Regions from separate parts of the Pan troglodytes genome. Here region 2 is linked to region 1. The links are chromatin contacts, called in public Hi-C maps. All regions are on one chromosome and are shown on one strand. Each heading gives the region's core, a stretch centred on a gene start, on an enhancer-like site or on the middle of the called end of the contact. The rest is flanking DNA. Distances are from core to core; before and after follow the strand shown.

What was found. A called contact is a pair of places that touch in the nucleus more often than the background predicts.
Region 2: a Hi-C map of induced pluripotent stem cells shows a contact between it and region 1, with 2.6 times the contacts expected there. The contact joins two enhancer-like sites. A contact is called at or near these places in 4 of 7 Hi-C or Micro-C datasets (blood, induced pluripotent stem cells and stem cell-derived neural progenitor cells).

What each region holds. Positions count from the first base shown.
Region 1 is chr5:177,811,736-177,818,689 of NHGRI_mPanTro3-v2.0_pri, reverse strand. No RefSeq gene overlaps it. Among named protein-coding and RNA genes, the nearest start is that of PDE10A, 62 kb to the right of the region's middle. Within about 2 kb of position 2,694, at least 1 of the 24 cell types and tissues checked has an H3K27ac peak or open chromatin away from gene starts, as enhancers often do. A contact at or near this core is called in induced pluripotent stem cells, where this site is marked.
Region 2 is chr5:177,932,946-177,939,899 of NHGRI_mPanTro3-v2.0_pri, reverse strand. No RefSeq gene overlaps it. Among named protein-coding and RNA genes, the nearest start is that of PDE10A, 180 kb to the right of the region's middle. Within about 2 kb of position 3,084, at least 2 of the 24 cell types and tissues checked have an H3K27ac peak or open chromatin away from gene starts, as enhancers often do. A contact at or near this core is called in induced pluripotent stem cells, where this site is marked.

The DNA of each region.
Region 1 (6,954 bases), core at 1,445-3,944:
GCCTGCTGCCCAATGCCATCACTCTAACATTGTCTGAAAAGGGTGTGTATGTTGGGGGTGGGTGGCTATTGCTCGGACTGTTGGATTTTTTCCTAGTTTTCTACTAAAGACCAAGACCCACTTGTCTTTCTTAACACAAAAACAAACAAATAAAAAAAAAACACAACACAACCAACTATTTAAACTCTTTTCTTTTTTTCCTTTCCTCCTGATGCTCACTTTTGCAAACTTACAAAGCAGCCTTAGATTTGTATCTATTTCAGCAGCATAAGATGAAAAGCAGCTAGACAAAGTAAAATGTCTTTATTGTTCTTTGGAAACATGATTATTCAAGTTATGTTTCTTTAAGTAAACAAATATACCAGGATTTTTTTCTTGCAATGAATCAAGTGATTGGACAAGAAAGCCAATGACTTATTCATTTTTAAATTACTTTTGATCTCCTGGCTGTCTTCCTCCTATCTACTCCCTGCAAATTTCCATAGGCATCTTGAATTCTGGAGAGCACTGGTGGCTTCAGCCTTAGGGAAGGAACTGGTGAGCTGGTGCACTCCCTGAGGCCTCTCCTGGGCTCTATGTCATTTGGGGGTAGATTTTCTTTTAGTGATTCCCTCCTGGCCTCAGAACACTGTTTGGAGAGAGGAAGGAGGAGGAACAGGCATCTAGCCTTGTCTTTTGGAAAGCCCCAGGCTCCTGGAAAGCCTCCTCTCTCTCCCTCAGCCAGCAGCTTCCACACCGTGCAGGGGATGGTGGCTGGATTTGTCTCACAAACTCTGCACACTGGACTCTCACATAAGCCTGTGAGCCAGAAGCGTGACCCCAAGCGAAGGGAAATCTGGCGCCCGTCTTTATACGCGTGATTCTAAGGAGGAAAACGGTGTGGCTTCTCAAGGAGTCGCCTCCGTCCTGAGTCACTAAGCACGTGTGGTCGCTGCTGCTGTCTGAAGCCAGCCCTCAGCGGGCCCATGGCAGGGTCTCCTGTGTGGTCATCACAGCTGAGTAAACGCACAGTGGGGAACCAGCCCACGCGCAGATTCTGGGCGGAGGAAGCAGCCTGGGTGCAGGGCAGGAGAATCCCCACGTGCTCGGTCCCAGCGAACCCCCCCACGCGAGGAGGTTGGACACGGGGGCGTTTCTGTGGTGGCCTGGCTCGGCCCATCCATCTTCCTTTATGCTGTTTTCTGTTTGCTGGTTTGGGACACATTTGAGCTTCTCTGTCATCTTTAGTTTGGTCACGAGTGAAGTGGAGACTTTTCCCAAAGGGAGATCTGTGCTTGTTTTCCTGTGGTCGGCAACTGGGCTGGTAAGACGCTGAACTGCGGGTTCGATCCCGCGAGGGAGAACCGCAGAGGATGGCCTGTCTTCCCAGTGCCCGCAGATGGCCGGGGAGGGCCGGCTTGGCCCCAGGAAGCTGGTTCTCAGTGCTGGGTGGGGTCTAACCATGGGACACTCTCCCTGCTCAACAAACGAACAGACAAGGATGCGGGCCCAGGCCCATCGGAAGGCGGTGCCTGTCAGGAGGTGTGGACCACTGGAGGGAGCGGGCATCACTGGAGGGAGCGGGCATCGTGGCTCTCCTCTCCCCCGGTGCTCGGCACCCGTGCTCTTCTCATTGGGTTTTGCTGACACAGCTTGAATTCTGTCATCTGGGCAGTCATTTATTTTGCTTGCTTGTAAAACCAGCTATGCTTATTAACGTAAAATTTTAAAGCTATTTATATAAATGTTGAGGATAATTCTTTTCCTCAGGAAAATATTTTTTAATGTTTCCTGGGTATATTTTTTCCCATCATTAATACTTTCCAATTTCTGTAAAATGTTTCTAATTCATTTATTTGCTTGCTTTAGAGAATAGACAACTGCTGGATCCTCCCTTGGTTCCTCCAAGAGCTGGGACGTTGTTGCACAAAACAACGTTCTGGTGGGATCAGCTCTTGCTCCCGGAAACCCCTTAACTCTCTCCAACACAACTACACAGCTCCTTGACTCTCTGCCTTTCCCTGCCTTGCCTGTGCACAGGAAAACAACATATTATGTTCTTGTCTATATTAAATCAAGTGGAAGTAGAGCTTTTATTTCTAAGACCATATTCTCTTAGTAATGAGCATAGGCCTCTGGAGAACATGGGTAGTGCCAATTGAACTCCATTCCTGTCCCGCACTGCGCCAAATGGACAGACTCCGTCAAAGCCCCAGAGCTCACAGCAGGCTCCTTCACCTGGTACATAAAGAAACTGCCACATTGAAAGTTTGCTGAGGATGGCATGGAGCTGGCAGGACAAGTTGGATACGTCTTGTGCTTGCTAGGGGCAGAAAGAATGTGTCTTTACAGGTAGAAACAGGAGCATGGGGGATAATGGAAAGGGAGGCAAACGTGACTTCCAGGTCAAGATTGCTAGGGAAGAATAAGTAGAAATGGTTGATTTTTTTCGTAAGTACATAAGGCAAAACAACTTTATGAAGAATGAGCATCAGGAGACAGTCAGGTTCAGTACATCCAGTTCCTCACCTCTGACTCCACGGGACTCCCCTATTCTGAGAAGTGCTGACTGGCAGGAACCGATGGCTAAAGCATGACCCACTGAAACGGGAAAAGTTGCCTTATCCCCCTTGCAGGGTGTGTGATGGGGTTGTGGCTTGCTTCTACGGTGCCCCACTGTTCATACCCCTAGGGGGAGCATGCACACGGGCAGCTTGTGGGGGGCGTGTTTGGGCTCTGGCCCCATGGCACCCTCTAGGGTTGAGTGTGTACAGCTTCCAAAGCCCCAGTGGGTGTGTGTTACAGGGCGCTCTTTTTGTTTTGCCATCTGCAGTGGCTTGTGATAGCTCAATTAGACCCTCTGCCTTATTGCAAGGACAGAGGGCTTTCTGTATTCCGGGTTTCTGCCTTAGTGTACCAGAAAAATCGGATCACACATGGGCTTGGAGAATGAGTGCAAGGTTTTATTGAGTGGTGGAAGTGGCTCTCAGCAGATGAATGGGAGCCAGAAGGGGGCTGGAGTGGGAAGGTGGTCTTCCCCTGGAGTCAGGCTGCTCAGCAGCTGGACTCTCCTCTGACCACCCTCAGCCAAATTTCCCTCGGCGTCCACATCCTTCTGAAAACAGAAATGCCTGTTCTCACCTAGGTCTGTGGGCACAGGCCGGAGGGTGGAGCCTTTGCCAGGGACCCTGCCTTTCTCTACCCAGCACTTGCGAGCCCCCCTCCCATATCACCACTATGACTCTGTCCTCATCCCTGACCAGGGAACCTGCCTCTGCTGTAGTGAGGAAGATGCACTGGAAGCCGATGCTGCTGCCATAAATGGTCAGGAGTCTCTCGACTCCCAAACGTTTCACCTCTTGACTGCTTCCTGTGATGTTCAGGCTGTATTTCCTTCTACCTTATTACTGATCATATAAGTAAACCTCATTGGATTATAGTCATTTCTGGGGAAATGAGAAACTTTGGGTAAACTTCCATTAGTTATTCTTGTAAGCCTATCTTAGAAGAATTATAAGGGCCTGGTAGGCCTGATAAAAGAAACTTCAAAATTACACTCGGCATATTCAAAGTCTAAGTGACGGGACGAAGCCCACGAGGATATCAAAAGGGAACTCTAATAATTTGGAGGTTCTGAAGCCATGGGGGCGAGCCTGATTCAGCTAGCCTTTTCCAGAGAATCCAGCTATCCACCTGTATGAAGGCCTATCATAATGATGAAAATAGAAGTGATAATTTAATTTTGCACTTGCATAGCTCTCCTAATTTTCTCAACACGCGTTCACATCTGTGATCCTCTTCTTAGTCTCAAAAGGGCCCTAAAGAGAGCAGGAAGCATTTGATGACCTCATGTTATAGGTAAAAAATCTGAGCCCCTAGGGGTTAGACTAGTTGACTTCTACTGTCTTTTCCAAATCTATCATCTGTGATTCTATGAGTTTAAATAAACTTTCCAATTTTTCCTAGTAAGTAAAGGGCAAAGACGTCAAGCATAAAACATGCCCAGTGTGTGCCCTGTCTGTGCACACAAATGGGGTAATTTATATGTGGTGGTTCACTGACTAATATTCCGTCCTCTTGTCTTAATTTTGATGGATTGCATGCTACTAACTGGAAGCCTGTAGTGCACACTGGAAATCTGGAGTAGCCCTGATTGTGGAATCGCTTATGTAACCTGTGACGCACACTTCTCAGTGAAATCAGCTTTTTATTTTTTCAGCATCTCTCAGGAATTTTTATTATCTGAATAAAATTTTAGACTGACCCCCAAGGGAAAATTAAAAAAAAAAAACACCTTTATCTTATTTCTTGTTTGTTCCCATACCTCCCAAATGGCTTTAAAATGTTTAGGTATCCAATTGGAGGCAACTAGTCCGAAACAGAATTCATGTCATAAACAGAGCTAAAAATGAGATAGTTAAAATTCATGTCCTACCTTACTTCTCTGGAAAAGGCTGGGGGTTATTCATTTCCCTGCTATTTCTAAAGTACAGAACTAAAGTATAGGATTGGTAGCAGCTATGGCAAAACATGCTCTATTTTGAGCATGGTGAAATGCAGAATTCACACGGCCCAGCAGAAGCTGGGGAGCATGGCAGACACAAGTTGGAATTCCAGCTCGGCCTGCCTGTGCCGTCAGGAGCAAATCCCACTACCTGGTGTCACACACGGGGTTTCATGTGAACAAGGACAAGGAAACCGCACTATTTTTTGCAGCACAGTCACATTGTAAATATAAAGGACTCGGAGATCTTTCTATATTTATGGCAAACACTCTTCCCAGTCAACAGAGAAAATAAAGGGCTGAGGAAGCATAGAGGGAACTGGCCAAAGGAGAGACAGCAAATCACCAAGGATTGTCGAGAGCAAAGCTCAGAAATTTGATTTGCTCCAGGTGAGAGTTCCATGGCTTTGCCTGTCTGGGAGACTCCCCACCTCGTGCCTCCAAGTGCATGTGGCTGTGTGGCTGTGACCACCGTTCTCAGTAAGATGATCAGCGGTGTGTTTGTCTCAGGCCACAACTAGATTGTGAGTCAGTGGAGATCAGCAAGCGAGGCATAGGCATTCCCTGTGTTCTGTGAGGCTCAGGATGCTGGCATGGTGTGTTCACATTTTGGTTACACTGAATGGAGTGGGACTTCTATTATATTCAATCCAAACAAAAACGTAGTTCAAATTAAGATTCTGGGTGATATATATATATATATATAAAAAACTTAAAAAATATATACACACATATGTATATATGTGTGTGTGTGTATATATATATATATATGTGAACAAATTTTATTTAAGGATTTATAAGATCAGTAGGATCTCATGTTGCGTTACCTGAAAAGGTAAAATGTTCACTCCGATGTTTTCGCAGGCTCAGTAGCAGTAACTACTCCAGACTTCATATAACTTACGTACATGTCTTTACCGGACTTCACAAGTACAGTTGACACCATCTCCCACCTTATCCAAGGTTTCACTTTCCATGGTTTCAGTTACCCCTGGGCACCTATGATCTGAAAATATTAAGGAATATTGAGAGAGATACAGAGCACACTCACATAACTTTTATGACAGTATGTTGTTATAATTGTTCTACTTTATTATGAGTTATTGTTGTTAATCTCCTGTTGTGCCTTATGTATAAATTAAACTAGATCATAGACAGATATGTATAAGAAGAAACATAGAATACACAGGATTTGTTGCTATCCATGGTTTCAGGCATCCGTTGGATGTCTTGGCATGTATCCCATGTGGATAAGTGGGGACTACTGTATCTTTTCTTACCTGGTATTGTTCTAGCATGAATATGAGTAGAAATTAGCCTTCTAAAACTTGGGCTGTCATTATAAACACACGGAGCAGTGCTGGGTGAAAGGAGGCTGCCTTCTGTGCCCCACAGATAATGGTGAAGGCAGCCAAGAAACTGCATTGTATTTGGTTTATCTCACAGCACTGGACATGCTTTGCACATAGATTTCCGTGAAGTTTGTCTATCAGTAAGATGAGATTAATCAGGTAGAAGTATCTGACATCATCACGTAAGTAATTCTGTGCCACTTGAAATTTTTTGCAAAAATACATTTTTGAATAAATATACAAATTTGTTTGTATGTGGCTAAGTGCATATTTAAGAAATCACCTTGGAATCCTTAGCTTTTGAAAATAGTGTAACTCCATGAAATGTTTCATTTCTGCACCAATGATTTGTAGCTAGATGTGGCGGGACTGTAATAAGTAGTTCTGAGAGGAAAGATTTAGGAGCTTTAGGAACCTTATCCGTCTTAGCGTCTCTTCATTTATATATCAGTATACTTTTTATTAGACTATATATTTTTATGTCATTTAAAACATCATAATTAAGTAATTAAAAGATGGTATGAGACAGGTGATATTTGCACAGATAGTGAATCTACAAATGGAGACTGAGCAATTACTGGGTGCAGAGGCATAAAGATCTCTCTCGAATGGGAATGAGTGTCTAAGGGGAAATCAATGAATATCCTTCTTGTTCTGTTGATTTTTCCTACAAAGGAACTGTTTACCAGAAAAAGCATCTGGATTCAATTGCCTTTTCATTCATCATAGACCACTGATGGAATCTGGAACCACTTATGGCCTCACGGTCTGTAAGTGGCACTTAGAGTATGGACAGGAAATAAGAATGACAAAAAGTGTCTCCCGCACAGTTCTCAGGAAATTCTCTTGGGTCTTTATTCATACCTCAAAATACCCACTTACCTTGAAGCAAATAAGAAGCAATACAGACTTGCAAGTTAAGAAGTAACGAATTGGATTGACAATGAAATCGTTCGTTACCAAACACCAAAATCCAGGATTTTTTGAAATGTAATTTCACAGCTCTAGGTTCAGGGGAAGGGATAAACGCATTAAATCGTAAACACTTCACACTGGAAGTTGCTCTCAGCCAGGTCAAGAAAACCCTGTGCCACACCCCGTGGCCTGGTTTTACTCCCC
Region 2 (6,954 bases), core at 1,835-4,334, 120 kb before region 1:
TCCCACATAAGTGGGTTTTCCTCTCAATTCTTTCTCACTTTTGCTCAAATTTTACCTTCTTTTCCCCTGAGAATGTGGTTTGTGGAGTTCTGTCCTGTGAACTGCTCTCATTTAGAATTGCATGAACGCAGCCATCATAACCTTGACCTTCGACATTTTGGTGTAAATTGTAGAAAAACATGTAAGGATGCTATTTTTTTCCTTTCTATTCAGTTAGATTTCCATTTGTGATAATTTTTTAAGTAAAAACATTTGTTGCTAACCCCACATCACATGAATTTTAAATCTGTGACTCCCACTTCATGTCTGGAGTTCACTGGAAGCTTGGTGGATCAGACCCTGTAACATTGAAACCGTTTTTCATCACACACATGCCCTGATCTCAGAAAGGAGCTTTGTTTACAGCACGGTGCAATGACTGTCAGCTCTCATAGCCCATCAAGTAAACAATAAGAACGCTTTAAATCAGCAGAAGTTTTTAGTTCAGAATTATATCGCTTCTTTATAGAGCTCTTAAATAAGCTCCCTTGATGCTAATAAGCATAATGGCAGATACTTCCATAAATACAAAACTGAGAATATACAGCAGTCTGTCAAAAAGTGTGTCCAAGGGTTAATAAGAATTGCCTTTTGTGTTTCTTTTGAAAGGAGCTACTTGGTCACAACACAGACAGGCAGGGACCTATGAGTTATTATTTTAACCAGCTCCCAGGCAGGGTTTGTACTGAAGATTAGGACTCCTTCCTCTACCCAATGATGCTGGTATTATCATGCTGTTATTTCTTTAATATAATTCTTTTCAACCTCCTTAAATTATGATTAAAGAGTAAAAATAAGCATCGGGAAAAATAGTGAAAATAGGATAAAGTTTATTAGGTCAGAATGAATAAGGCTTAGAAACTATTTCTATTCCGACTTGGGGTTTTAAAACATATTGAACTTTTAAGTTAACTTTTATATAAAGAACTTAACATTCTAGAATTACAGTAACTCATAAGATATTTCCAAACTCAGGTTCAATTAGAGGGTGTTAAGTACTGCCTGTTCATTTTCGAAAACAGAGACTGGAGTGACTTAGAACACCTTAGGTGCTCCCTATTAAATTTCACCAATTATCAATTTGCATATTATGCAACACACTTTTCTCTGAAGCCTTCGAGATAAGTTTTCATGAGAAAGGCTCGCTGTGAGTGTGCTTACAGAACTTGAATCTGGACACGGAACAGGTCAGCTTTCCTCTGTCCTCGGTTCTGCTTCTCATCTTTTCAGTATTCTGAGGCCCTCTGACCTTAACAGTGACCTTGATGAGAATGACTTCCAACTCTACAGCCCAAACCATGGCCCCCTGCAGTGCTCCAGCCCCAGGGACAAATGGGCTTGTACCCTCCTCCAGGGGGATGATAGTTTCAGAAAATCTCACACTAAAACAAAAGTTGGCTTGGTCCCCTTTTCCAAAATACACCCCACCTGCGAGGTACCCCACACCTGCCTCCTTTGGGAGGCAGCTCCAGACTCTTCCCTTCTCACACAATGGTCTTCATTTCGGAACCTGTGCCATGCTCTGGAGGCCTGTCTGCTAAGGTGGGGTCAGAGCTGCCTCTGCCAGAGGTGCTCCTGCTGCTCCAGGTGTGGGCTTCAGGCTCTCAGGTTAGCTCAGTGCCACCCACACAGGTCTCTCTTTAGGCACCGACTTGAGCCTTTGCTCCTCAGATAAAACCTTCAGTGACTGCCCTGCCCCTCCGGGATAGGCTCAGGCTTCCCTCTCTAGTATGGGTTTATTTTCTCTGCACCTGTCACGCCAACATTCCCCTCTCTGCTGTGGCCTGAATGTGTCCCCCAAATTCATGTTGAAACCCAGTCCCCATTGTGGTGATAGGAAGAGGTGGGCCTTGGCGTGGTGATGAAGGCATGGGGGCTCTGTCCTCAGGGATGGGGTGGGTGTCCATGGAAAGGAGGCTTCAGGGAGCCTGTCCGTCCCTTCTACCATTGAGGACGCAGCCAGCAGGCCTCATTTATGAGGAACAGGCCCTCATCAGACAGGCAGGGGCCCTGCTCTTGGACTTGTGGACTCCAGAACTGTCAGCAATACATTTCTGTTGTTTATAAATTACCGAGCCTAGGGTAGATCGTTGTAGCCGAGGTGATGGACTAAGCCACTCCCTCTTCCTGAAGGGAACTTGGCTCCTGCACTTGGGGAGGCTGGTGCATGCCTGTGTGTGTGTCTGCTCTGGCATGCCCTCTGCTGCGCTTCCACTCTGTCCAGAATCCACTCCACCTTTTCAGGGCCACCTTGCGAGCCTATAAGGCATCTTCACACCCCAGATTCTGTTGCTGTGCAGTCCTTTGCACTCACCCAACACCATGGCTTGTAGCCTTAGACGGGACCTGGGACCTGGTCTTCTCACCCTTGCTCAAAGTCACTTCCTTCTCAGGGGCTGGGCGCTGGCTGACCCTACGCTCTCAGGTGGGCTGAGCACAGCGGGGCCTCACAGTGTATTTGTGCTACGGCCTTCTTCACCTCTAAGAACAACCCATATTTGTGTGTCAGACCTTAATTTTCAAAGCTCTCTCTAATCTTCACAGCACTTTCAGGTAGACAAGGCAGATGTTGTGATTCCAGTTTTATTGAGGAAGTGGAATAAACTGTGCGAGGTTAGTCCGAGGCTAACTCAGGGTCAGGGCAGGAGCCAGAGAAGGGGGATGCTCTCATTCCAAGTCCGTTTTAACTGCATGGTGTAGTCTGTAACTTCGGAGGCATGACTCTTGCCTCTTCCACCACTAACTTGCTGTGTGACTATCGGCAAGTTACTTCACCTCTCTGTGCTGGGTGAGATAGTGATGAGGATAAAAAGGACATGGTCTGGGCACAGTGCTTATGACCTTCCTTGGCCCACAATAAACGCTGATGTATTGCAGCAAACATCGCTAAAACGAGCATGGAAAGCATCAACAGTCCCATACTCCCTTCGAGGAGGAGGCCTGGATGAATTTCCAAAGTGAGCTTGCATTCGCTCTCTGTTACTCATTTAACTCACTTGAAAAGTTACAGTCAGTGGGTGCTGGGCTGCTGCAGCATGCAAGGGAGCTGGATTTAAATATGAATGCCTACGTTTCTTTAGCATATGCAAAGGCCTAACTGCCAAGCTCCGTATAACAGTAATTACAGAACTGTTGAGGGACTCTAATGGGTACATTTGTGGCACTAAGTGGCTTATTTAATGGAAGTCATGCAGTTATATCACCAGCCTGGATGAAACTAGAGAGATCAACGCTGTTATCTGTAGCTCTGAATTACCCGGCTTTTGTCTGATTGATTGATCATGACAATCTTAACATTAAAAAAAAATGTATAACATTATCTTTCAAGTTTTTAATATATCAAAGACAAACCCATTAAGATTTTGTTTAGGTTAAGCTATCAAGTATACATAATTTTAGGGGGAAAAACCATGGTTATATTACACAATTCGCCTGGTTAGGTACATCTATAAAACCTTTTTCCAACTTGTACATATGTATTTTTCCTTTTTTTTATTCTATCAGAGTTTTTTTCTAAAGGAGCTCTGCAGAAGTGGGGAGTGTTGGGAAACAGCAATATTACTCAGCAGTTCAGGTTGAGCAAAAATCACAATAAAAATGAAAAGCTCCTGGCATAATTTACGTCATATTCATAGTTGAAATAACTGAAGCCCCACTCTGCTCTGGCCATTAAAATCTTCACCCAGAGAAGCTAGAGAGCAGTCTTTGAGCACGAAGTCACTCATTTATTCCAGAGCTGTCCTCTTCCTCTTGTGCAAGACATATGCAACTTTCTTAGGCCGAGAAGCACTGTCACAGTGGACTTCTCCCCCATGGGGTCTTTTTCCTCCACCCCAGAGCCAGGATGACCCTAGCAAGTGCCCACCAACCACAGTGACGACTTAAGGTTAGGGTTGTTTTGAACCCCCGGGATGGGAGACACAGCCTCCACATCAAACTGTTTTAACTGTTGAGAGAGCAAGCAGCTGTTGCTTTCTCACAGAGCTGGAGCTAACGTTAAGCGCCCACTGCTCAGAGCCAGCAATGGTGTGTGCGCTGGGAGACAGCGAAGGAGGCGGCTGCATGCCCAAGCTGGCCCCAACTGCAACATCCAAACCAAGAAGCCAGCAAGCGAGAAAAACCCACCCTGGTCAGCAAAGGCCACAGGGCCAATCTCCATGGGCCCTTTGGAGCCATCTGGGAACAATGGGTCCATAAACTTTGGTGTGGCGAAGTGGGTACCCAGCAGGAGAAGGTGCTTTTGGGAGGGCCTGCCCTGTTCTCACCTCTGCCCTGAATCAATGTATCGATTTTCACCAGTGAGCTAGACAAACAAGATTAAACTGGGTTTTGCAATGATGGCACTCCAAAAGTAGATTGAAAGTCAAAAGTAAATTGAAGAGACGACCATTCAAAGTCCTTAAATTAAATTAATTGACTGACACCTATTATGGGCAAAGTACCATGCTGAGAGCTTGTCAACAAAGGTGAACAAAACCTGTTGGTTTTAAATTCAGTTAAAAATAACTGAATTTTGAATCCTCTATTAAGAGACAATGTAGACAGATAATTTCCAAATTAAGTTCTAGAAGGGCCGTCCCCAAAATGGGGTGCTGAGCCCCCAGGCATGTTCACGGACCCTTGCTGGGGAGTGAAAAGAAAATCTGAGAATATCTCTGAACAGTTATTTTTATATTACACTTATATTTCTAATTTTAGTGCACATTTATATTGCATGTAATATATTAGTATGTTGGTCCTTTATCTTTTACTAAAAAGTAGACGAAAAATAAGAGTGTGTTAAAATTCCTATATCAATAGAAATGGAGAGTCAAGGTAACCATTTCGAGTGCTGTGTCCTACAGTATGCTAGAACGGCAAGTGTGCACCTTGAAGACACACAGAGCTTCTCTGAGTCTTCCCACATTCATCTCCTGCAGTTTTGGTAGCTTGGGAGGTGGTGTAATTTGTGAGGTGAGCCAGTGCCTTCAAGTGCCCAGTCATGTGCAACTGCTGTTCTTAAGGGGACATCTGCTTTTTCTTATATGGTAATGACTACAAGTGATTGCTGAGGAAAGGGCAAGTAAGCAACATTTTAGGGAAAAATGGATCAGCTCTAGAATGGAGCAAAAGGAAATTCTTGCTAAGTAAAATTAAAAATGCATGATCTCCAATGCTCTTGTTGCTGAGAGGTAGTTTCTAAGCTCAAGACAAGGAAACCCGCTCCAGTTTGCCTGGACTGATTGCAGGTACCTGTGTGAGGGAGATAAGGATGGAGCTGGGGATGAAGACAGGCATGTAGATAAGGGTGGAGGTGGGGATGGGGATGGGATAAAGATGAGGATGGAAATTGGGATGAAGATGAAGATGGAAATTGAGATGAGCATGGGGATAGAGAGAGATGGGGATGAAGGTGGAGATGGGAATGGGGATGGGGATGAAGGTGGGGATGGAGATGAAGATGGAGATGGACATGGAGATGGAGATGGGAATGGGAATGGAGTTGGAATGGGAATGGAGATGGAGACAGAGATGCAGATGGGGATGGAAATGAAGATGAAGAAAGGAATGGAGATGAGGTTGGAGATAGGGCTGGAGATGCAGATGAGGTTGGAGATGGGATGGAGTTGGAGATGGGGATGGGGATGGAGAGAGAGATGAAGATGGGGATGGAGATGTGGTTGTAGATGGAGATGCAGATGGGGATGGAGACAGAGATGCAGATGAGGATGAAGATGGGAATTGAGTTGGAGATGGGATGAATTGGAGATAGGATGGGGATGAGGATGGGGATGAAGACAGAGATGCAGATGGGGATGGAGATGAAGATAAGAATGGAGATGAGGCTGGAGATGGGGATGGAGCTGGAGATGGTGATGCGGATGGAGACAGGGATGGAGATGATAAGAATGGAGATGAGGTTGGAGATGCAGATGAGGATGAAGATGGGGATGGAGTTGGAGATAGGGATGGGAATGGAGAGAGAGATGCAGATGGGGATGGAGTTGCGGGTGGGAATGGAGATAGAGATGCAGATGAGGATAAAGATGGGAATTGAGTTGGAGACGGGATGGAATTGGAGATGGGGATGGGGATGAAGACAGAGATGTAGATGGGGATGGAAATGAAGATAAGAATGGAGATGAGGTTGGGGATGGAGTTGGAGATGGGAATGGGGATGGAGACAGAGGTGCAGATGGGAATGGAGACAGGGATGGACATGATAAGAATGGAGATGAGATTGGAGATGGGGATGGAGCTGGAGAAGGGGATGGGGATGGAGACAGAAGCAGATGGGGATGGAGACAGGGATGAAGATGATAAGAATGAAGATGAGGTTTGAGATGGAGATGGAGATGAGGATGAAGATAGAGATGGGGATGGAGATGGACACGGACATCAGGATGGAAATGGGGATGGCAGTGATGAGGATGGAGCAATTTAGAGAAATAGAGAGAGCCCTTGAACCAGGCTGAGGAAGCTATTTCAATTCCCACTGTGGACTTACGTAGAGGGCACTCTCATCTTTCGGAATTGTTTCTCCATAGGAATTGGGGACTGGAACTCTCCAGAAGTTGTAAATATGTTGTGTGGTCAGTCAATCTATCGGGAATAGAATTGGGAAAAAAAGAAATCTAATTTACATTTTAATGTGTTTCTTTTTACCAATTTCTTAAACATCTTGACCACTTGTTGAAGGGAAAATTTACAACTGTAGTCAATTTCTCATTAAAAGTTTGAGATAAATATGATAGTTCTTAAGGAATCGCTTTATAATTTATTGTGCAGCTGTAGTGATTATAATTCTTTGAGCACCTCTGCTGAAAGACACTATTTAAAGCATAAAGTACTTTTGAATATTAACTCATCAATTCTATCAACACCCTTGTGAGGAAGGTGGGTGTCAAAATGACTCATTCAAGGTCACATTAGTAA